Linked DNA regions of Mus musculus: region 2 is linked to region 1. A link is a contact called in public promoter capture Hi-C data. All regions are on one chromosome and are shown on one strand. The core of a region is the stretch at or near the end of the contact, and the rest is flanking DNA. Distances in the headings are between cores, read along the strand shown.

What was found. Promoter capture Hi-C pulls out the DNA fragments that hold promoters and counts their contacts.
Region 2: a promoter capture Hi-C map of pre-B cells shows a contact between it and region 1. The contact joins the promoter of Cep135 here to the promoter of Dcun1d4 in region 1. A contact is called at or near these places in 2 of 39 promoter capture datasets (cranial neural crest and pre-B cells).

What each region holds. Positions count from the first base shown.
Region 1 is chr5:73,488,940-73,492,692 of GRCm38.p6, forward strand. It overlaps Dcun1d4 (DCN1, defective in cullin neddylation 1, domain containing 4 (S. cerevisiae)), which reads left to right and starts at 2,087. Exons shown (of 11, transcript NM_178896.5): 1 at 2,087-2,252. The coding sequence starts at 2,228.
Region 2 is chr5:76,586,727-76,590,479 of GRCm38.p6, forward strand. Cep135 (centrosomal protein 135) reads left to right here and starts at 1,973. Exons shown (of 26, transcript NM_199032.3): 1 at 1,973-2,198.

The sequences.
Region 1 (3,753 bases), core at 837-3,336:
TTTATACTCTTATGGATGGTTGAAATGTCTGGATGATATTCACAGAGCATCGTTTAGTTGTTTTATTATTCATGAGACTTGTGCAGTAGTGAGGCTCAGCCGACTAAGAAAGAGTACTTCCTCTCAGTTCTCTAGCTCTAGCGGACTGTGATTGGCCCTGACACCTTGCCTCTGACTGTCCTTGGTGGAGGCCACTATTTGGAACCTACACACTATCCCCCTACCCCGATCTGGGTAAATCTGTATTTTACTTGAAACTGGTCAGACTGAACCTAGTGGAAACAGCTGAGAACCAGCATAGGTTAGAATTCTGTTTATTTATTTATTTATTTTTCCTGGATACTATGTGTCAAGGAAGTGCTGAGAGCAGGGAGAAAGCGAACTGGCAGCAGGTCCTTTAGGTTTAATAGTCTCACAACCATAAAGTTTGCTGCAGATAAATCAATATAGCAGATTAATAACTAATATAAATCACGGGCTTATTTTAATTTACAAGTACCAAGAAGTAAACCTCTTTTCTGTGCAAAATAATATGGGAAACAAAACTCAAACACAACAAATATTATACATAAGAAAGTCTCAGAAACACGAATAAACTGTAGTTCTTACTATATTAGGCTGAAATCAGGAACAGAATAATGAACACAAAAAGACTTTGCCCAGAATAAGCACTTAAAAAAATATAGAAGCTCCCAACCCAGGAGCCTACAAGTACCTTCCTTTGTTTATGAGACTTGGCTAAGACTCTGTCCTGTTAAGGAGACCCAAAAGAATGCTCTATGAAGAGTTCTTGTCTTCAGATGCAATTCTGATATTTTGCAATTTGATGAAGTGAATCATATGCATTTGAATGACAAATATGAAAGATTGCGTTATTGGGATTCAATTTAATTACAGAGAAATAGAGGGCGATGAGATGGAACATATCACAGTAACAAACACAGTGATGTAGATAACAAGGACTGTAAGCTGTTTTGCGCTTGTAACATTTGTCCGGATTTCAGAACTCTACAACTCAAGAGCCTGGGCTGTAGAATTCAGAATCCTAACGCAGGACCCCTTTGTTATCTTTGGTCATATCATCCAGTGCGTGTGGCGGAATCTACAGGCTGTCCAGGCTGTGGTTGGGGCAAGCGAGGTTTGGACATGGAGTGTGTGTTTGCGGTGGGGGCGGGGCGCCCACCCTCGCACATCTCAGCGTTATTGCATTACCTGTGATTGTGGAGAACTGGTTTTCAAGTACTGAAAAACTCCAAGAAACAACAAAAGCAGTATTTAGGACACTTAACAATCACAACCCCATTAACGCTTCCCTCTGCTAAACAGCGGTTTGGCCAGGTTCGACTTATGTTTCTTAGACTTTTATAGTCAGGGGACCTGGCTTATCTTGGTGTCAGGCTGACCCCAGAGCCTAATGTGGCACTAGGTTTTTCTCTCGCTGTCTGGGGACCGCAGAGGTGTCTGACGTTCAATGCCTGAAGCATTCGAAACCTTTGGCGCAAGTAACGCATGACTCTGAATAATTGACTCTGAAAAAGAGGCGCATTTCCAAAGTTGAGGACAGAAAGGTTGTGGCATAAAGGGGAGGAAAGCGGAGATATTTTTCTTCTTCTAATTTTCCGCAATGGGAAACGATTGAGGAGAACCGGCGGGACCCGGGCGCGGGCAGTAGCGGGATCTGGCCGATGGCCTCCCAGGGAACACCAGTCCCTGTGGGCTGGAGCTTGGCTCTAGGTCCCTCAGGCTGCTTTGTTTCGGATGCTTAACCCAGGTTCTCGGCTGGGCTCTCGGTTGGTCTCCCGCTCCAGGATCCGCCCGCCACAGGGCGGGGCTTCAGGGTCAAGGTGGACCAATTCCCCAGTCTCGCCCCTCCACGCGCTTTCGGACCCCTGAATGACTGACAGCCGTTGGGTCCAACCTGCGGCTCCGAACAGTGGCCTCCACCAGGGGCGGTCGGAGGCGAGACGCCGGGGCCAATCACGTTGCAGTCTAGGGGGCGGGGCCTCCTTGCCAGCTGCAGGCGGCGCAACCAGCACTTCTTCGGTCAAATGAGAGCCGAAGAGGGGCGGTCCCCCGGCTGGGGTCTAGCCAATGAGAAGGGCGGGATGGGCGGGCCGGAGAAGAAGCCGGCGGTCCTCTGTTGCGAGCTAAGGTTTGGGGAGTCGGTAGGGGGACCGCGAGTGGAGCGCGGGAGCCCGGGCGGCAGGCGGGTGTGAGCTGCCCGAAAATGCACTCGGATGCTGCAGCTGTCAGTGAGTAGCACAGAGCCAGCGGGCCCGCACACCGCGTCCGCTCCTGCGCTCCCTTCTCCACTTCTCCGGTTCCGATCGCGCTGGAGTCCCTGGCCCGGGAGCGGGTTGAACCCCTCCTGGAGTCCGAGGGCCGTGACGCTGCGGGCGGCTGGGGCGGGGGCAGGGGCGGCGGGGAGGGGGTGGGGACTGGCTGGCTTTCCGCGGTTGGGGGAGGGGGGACATTCTGGAAGGCCGGGGGCCGAGAGTCGGTGGTGCACGGAGGTGGAGACGGCGGCGGGCGCTGGCAGCTGGGGTCGGGGGTGGTACGAGCGGGCAGGGAGAGGGCCTGCGGTCCGAGTACAGGGTGAGGCTTGCGGGGCCCGAGCCGTACGGTCTACCGGGGAAGGCGGGGGAGTGCGAGGGGAGAGGGGGCGGGGACAATGGGAAGGAGGGCTGGGGGCGGGGGCGGGAACAATGGGTGGGGAGCTGGGGCAGCGGCCGGGCCGGTGAGGGGATGGGGGGTGATGTAACGGGGGCCATGGAGTGGGAGACGCCGCGGTGGGATGGGAGAGTTGTGGAGTCCGGTGTGCGGGACGGCGGTCGGGAGTGGGGAGAGGGCTTGGGGGGCAGGTGTTGGGACAGGCGGTCCCCGGAGGAGTGGATGGCGGATAGGACTGCTGTGCAGTTTGGGGGCTGGGACAGGGGTCGGGGAGGGTGTGCGGAGTGAGTTAGGAGGAAGAGTAGGTGGGGAGAAGCGGGGACTGGGAGGGCTGTCATCTTCGGGTACGGTGCTCTTGGGGCGGGGTGGGGAGCGTTGGACTGTCCATTGGGGGAGGCGCCTCCTCCCTGGAGAGGCCCGGTTCCAGCCTAGGAGGGGACCACCATTGAGCCTCGGGGTGCACTGAGGAGAGGGGGCGGGGCCGGGTACCCGGGAGGTGTCCCGAGGCTGGCAGTAGCCTCCGCGTTCGGCGAGCAACGGGGAGCGAGGTCAGCGCGGGCTGGGGTTACAGGACCGGGAGGCCGCTGTCTGCGAGCTGACTCGACCCGCAGGGGTCCTGGAAGCGGGGTGGAGGAATTGGCGTAAGAGGTTGTCGGGGTCCCCGGCGGTCCGTAGGTTTGGCAGTGTGTGACGCAGTTCTCTAATTTCTGGCCATCAGGTGTAGAGGCTGATGCGTCAAGACCTGTTACCTTGTACGGAGGGCCGCTTTGGAGGCATAGCAACGCGCGTGCGAGAAGCTACCTCCGCCCGAAGCACCGGGAGGGTGCTTTAGGGGTTTCCTTTAGGGTCTGGCTCCCCGAGCCGGTGTAAAGGGAAAGGCAGTCTCGTGGAATTCTGGGTCTTGTAGTCCCAGCCGCCCTGGGCCGCGGTTGGATTGGGTGCACGTGGGTAACTGTGGAAACGAGTCCCAGAATTCAGCGCGCCCCTTGGACCCTCCTTGCTTGACTAACTCGTGCTTTATGCCGCGGAGACTCAATGCATTCTCTCCCGGGAGATGCCTGGGTTCCTTGGGACAGTGTCCAC
Region 2 (3,753 bases), core at 723-3,222, 3.1 Mb after region 1:
TGTCCTGGAACTCACTTTGTAGACCAGGCTGGCCTCGAGCTCAGAAATCTGCCAGCCTCTGCCTCCCGAATGCTGGGATTAAAGGTATGTGCCACTACCACCTGGCGAGAGCTCACATCTTGATCTACAAGCTCCAAAAAGATAGAGCTAACTGGGAATGGCATGGGTTTTGAAACCTCAAAACCTGCCTCTGTTATAGGTCTGAGGTGGTTCGGAGATTCGCCAGTCTGACCATTAGTAAGTTTTAACAAAGAAGCTACTTTCATATACAGACACCAGTTCAACACCCAGATTGGGAACTCCTGAGTGCAGCACAGCCCCCAGCCACCTCAGTGGGGGACTTACACAGGCAAAGAGCACAAAGTCATCTCATGTAAAACAAGCTTTTGTTTACGAAGCAGAAACAGTAGTTTTGTTAAAGTTGTGCAAAACCAGGCAATTTTAAAATCTAACCCATTGGAAGTCCATTTTTGGTTTCTGCTTCTCTCAAGCAGTTTTAAAGTGAGCCATCAATATAATGTTAGCCATCACATCCCCAGTGACACACTTTTCCCAACAAGGTCACACCTCCTAATCCTTCCCAGACAGTTCCACCAACTAGGGGTCATGCTATTCAAGTATATGAGGCTATAGGGGCCAATCTCCTTCAGACCACCACATTTCAGATCTAAACTACAGCATCAGTTTTCAGTGAAAGCAACTCTTTTACCTTTACATCTGGCTTTCTTCCTCCTTACAATCAGGACCCCACCAGCCTCTAGGCAAACCTCATTCTAAGTGTTTCAGGAACTCCTGTTGGTGCTGATATTAAGTCTACAAAGCTCACTTTCTGTGGTGAGGGCATCTGTTTTCCTCCATGCCTCCACAGCCATGCAATTTGCTTAAAGCGCTAGGACTTGGGTGGGAAGCAGCAGCATTCTGCATTCTCATCTTTCAAGTTTTGTGTGCCAGGATCCCTGACCTTAGGCCTCGGAGGTCAGCAGTGACCCTGACTCTGGGTTATCAATGCCACTTGGAACAAAGGCTAACTGTAGCTTTCAATCCCATGTACCCCGTTGTATTTCTTCACTGAGTTTTGTTCTAACATTTAGTTGGTGTGTGTTTGGGGTAAGGGGGGCCACCAATGTTATCTATCTTCACTAGATGGCTATGCACAGCCAATTTCTGATATTTATGACTTTTTTTAAAAAAGATATTTGTCTTTACATAAACATATGCTTACTTGTATATGTGCAAGATGGTATAAAAATCTCTACAGGATTCATTAGCTCCTTAAAACTTCCAATTAAAAACGGACAAAGCACACAAAATGGAGACTGAGACGTGAAAACAAAGAATGAATCGGCACAGAGCAATTCACATCCCAACATACAGTTCCGTGCTGAGCAGTGGACAAAGTACATAGTCAGAGGAAAGGCCGGCTTGGTAAGGAATATAAGCAGAAACAAACAACAAAAGAAAACAAAACACGCACAAACAAAAACTCAACTCTTAACCATCTAGAAAGTTTTTAGGAGAGTGGTGGACTCTGGGGATTTGACCATGATCTTTGTAACCATGAGCAAGCTATTGTAAGCAATTCATTTCAATTTAACATTTACAAATACTGTGACAGATGCTAGAGAAATACAGTTGAATAAAAGAATATCTGATTCAAGGAGCCCACAATTGGAAGCAGCAGGGAGAAACGTAAACAAGTAGGTTTTGATGGTCGGATTCTATTCTGGGGGTTTACATGGGTACGGGGCAATAACTGTTATCAAGTGGTAGCCAGGAGAAGCTGCAAGGACAGTGACATCCAGGGGGAAGACAGGGCGATCAGCAGAAATTCACCTGTGAAAGGTCATTGGGGGTTAGCTGATGGTTACCGCCAGCGGCCAGTTGGCAAGGTCCTCGGGCACCGCAGAGGTTCGGGCTCCCCGCCAGGGGGCGCCGTAGCCCCGGCATCGGCCGGCCGTTACGTTTCCGGGCACCGAGGGCCGAAAGCCGCCATCTCCGGGCGGCCGGCGCGCGCGCCGCCACTGTGGGCCGCTCCGGTCCGTTACCGGGGCAACGGCGGCGCTCCCTCCTTGTGGGCCGCGACCGTCTCTCTCCGCGCCATTTTCAAACCGCGCTCGTGCCGGAGCCATTGGCCGCAGCAGGACGAGCCAGCGGGGACAGCGGGTCCGGAGGGCGATGTACCTCGGGACGGAGCGGCGGTGAGGCGCACCCGGGGGAGGCCGCGGGGGCTGGGCCGGGTCGCGGGGCCTCCGGGGCGGTCCCCACCCCCACCCCCGAGCGAGGGCGGGAGCCCGGGCGCTGCCGGGAGGAAGTGCGGGAGGGCGGCGCGGGGACCGTCCCACAGTCCGTCGGTCCGTCCGTCCGTCCGTGCGGCCCGGGGCCGACCCGAGGAGAACTGCCGTTCCACCCTCCGGCCTGAGCCGGGGAAGGACTGCTTGGCCGCTCCGGCCCGTGCCCTTTGCGGTGCCCGCACTCTGGTGTTGGTTTTTTTAAACGCTACTGTATCCGCAGGTTGCATATTTCTGAGAAAGTAAGAGGTGCCCGCTTTGAGACAACAACGCCCCAGGGTTTAGTGGACAGCTAGTTGTAACTGCGGAACCTACCCTTTTCGGCTGTTTTGATTTAAAGCTTGTGATCTGGAATATAGGGGAAACCCTAATATGTACATATCACCCCCCAGCCTGGAGGACTTTACTTATTATGGCCCATGGTCTTTTGATTCGTATTCTCATTCTGCCTTCATGAAGGATGGAGAAAGATGGTTTCCTGGTACCCGGAGTTGGCAGCTGTCAAGGAGGGGGCATAGTTCTTGGAGTTTGCCCCGCTAATTTATCTTGTCAGATGTTTTTCTTGTGAGCACAGGAGTTTCTGTAAAACACCTCCGGCATCAATCAAGTCCTTTTGTGGAGGGACCTAGAAAGCCCTAGGGGAAGCCTCTAAAAGAAGATCCTAGATTTGTTAACGGGGATAACCAAGAAGAAACACTAATTTAGAAGTAGCCCTGTGGTTGGGGAAGCTATTTTCTTGGGACAGCCTTCTTGGCTTTATGCTTTAAATAGGAACGGTGACATTGGTACTCGATCCCACAATGGGTGTTTGGAGCATCAGGTTTTGCATGTATTCATTTATGTGCACTTATAATTTTTACTAGTGGTGAAGGACATAATTTTTATTTGATTTAGAAACATGAGTTCTATGACTACAATTTTTTGGCAAAGGTTAGAAATGGTCTCTGCATAACTCAATTTTAGGGCAGATTGGTAGAGATAATAAATAATCATAGGTGTTTGAGAAGACAAGTATAACAGCTGGAGGTATTGCCCAGTAAAGAGTGCTCTCCTACCATGTCATAGGCTCAGTGCTTAACCCTGGATACGGTAAACAAACAAGCATAGAAATAGACAAGCATAAAAATGTATACTGAGCTACTTACATGTGTGTTACTTAAAAAAAAAAAAAAAAGGAAGTAAGATTGGGCCTGGTGGTACACATCTGTAGTCCTAGCACTCAAAGGCACAGGCAGAAGAAAAAGATGGGGCTGTCTGGCCAATAATATGAGTTCTAGACCAGTCAGGATGGTATATTTCAAAATAATGAAAAGAACCAATATGGGAGTGAAATTTACACGGTGAAATGCACCTTCAGTGTGCCTTTAAGCACTTTCCATGAATGTCTGTGCCTGGGTAACTTACCCCAGGCAGTCCTCTATCACTTTGGGAAAAAAGATCTATCCTTTCCAGAGACTCTCCAGAG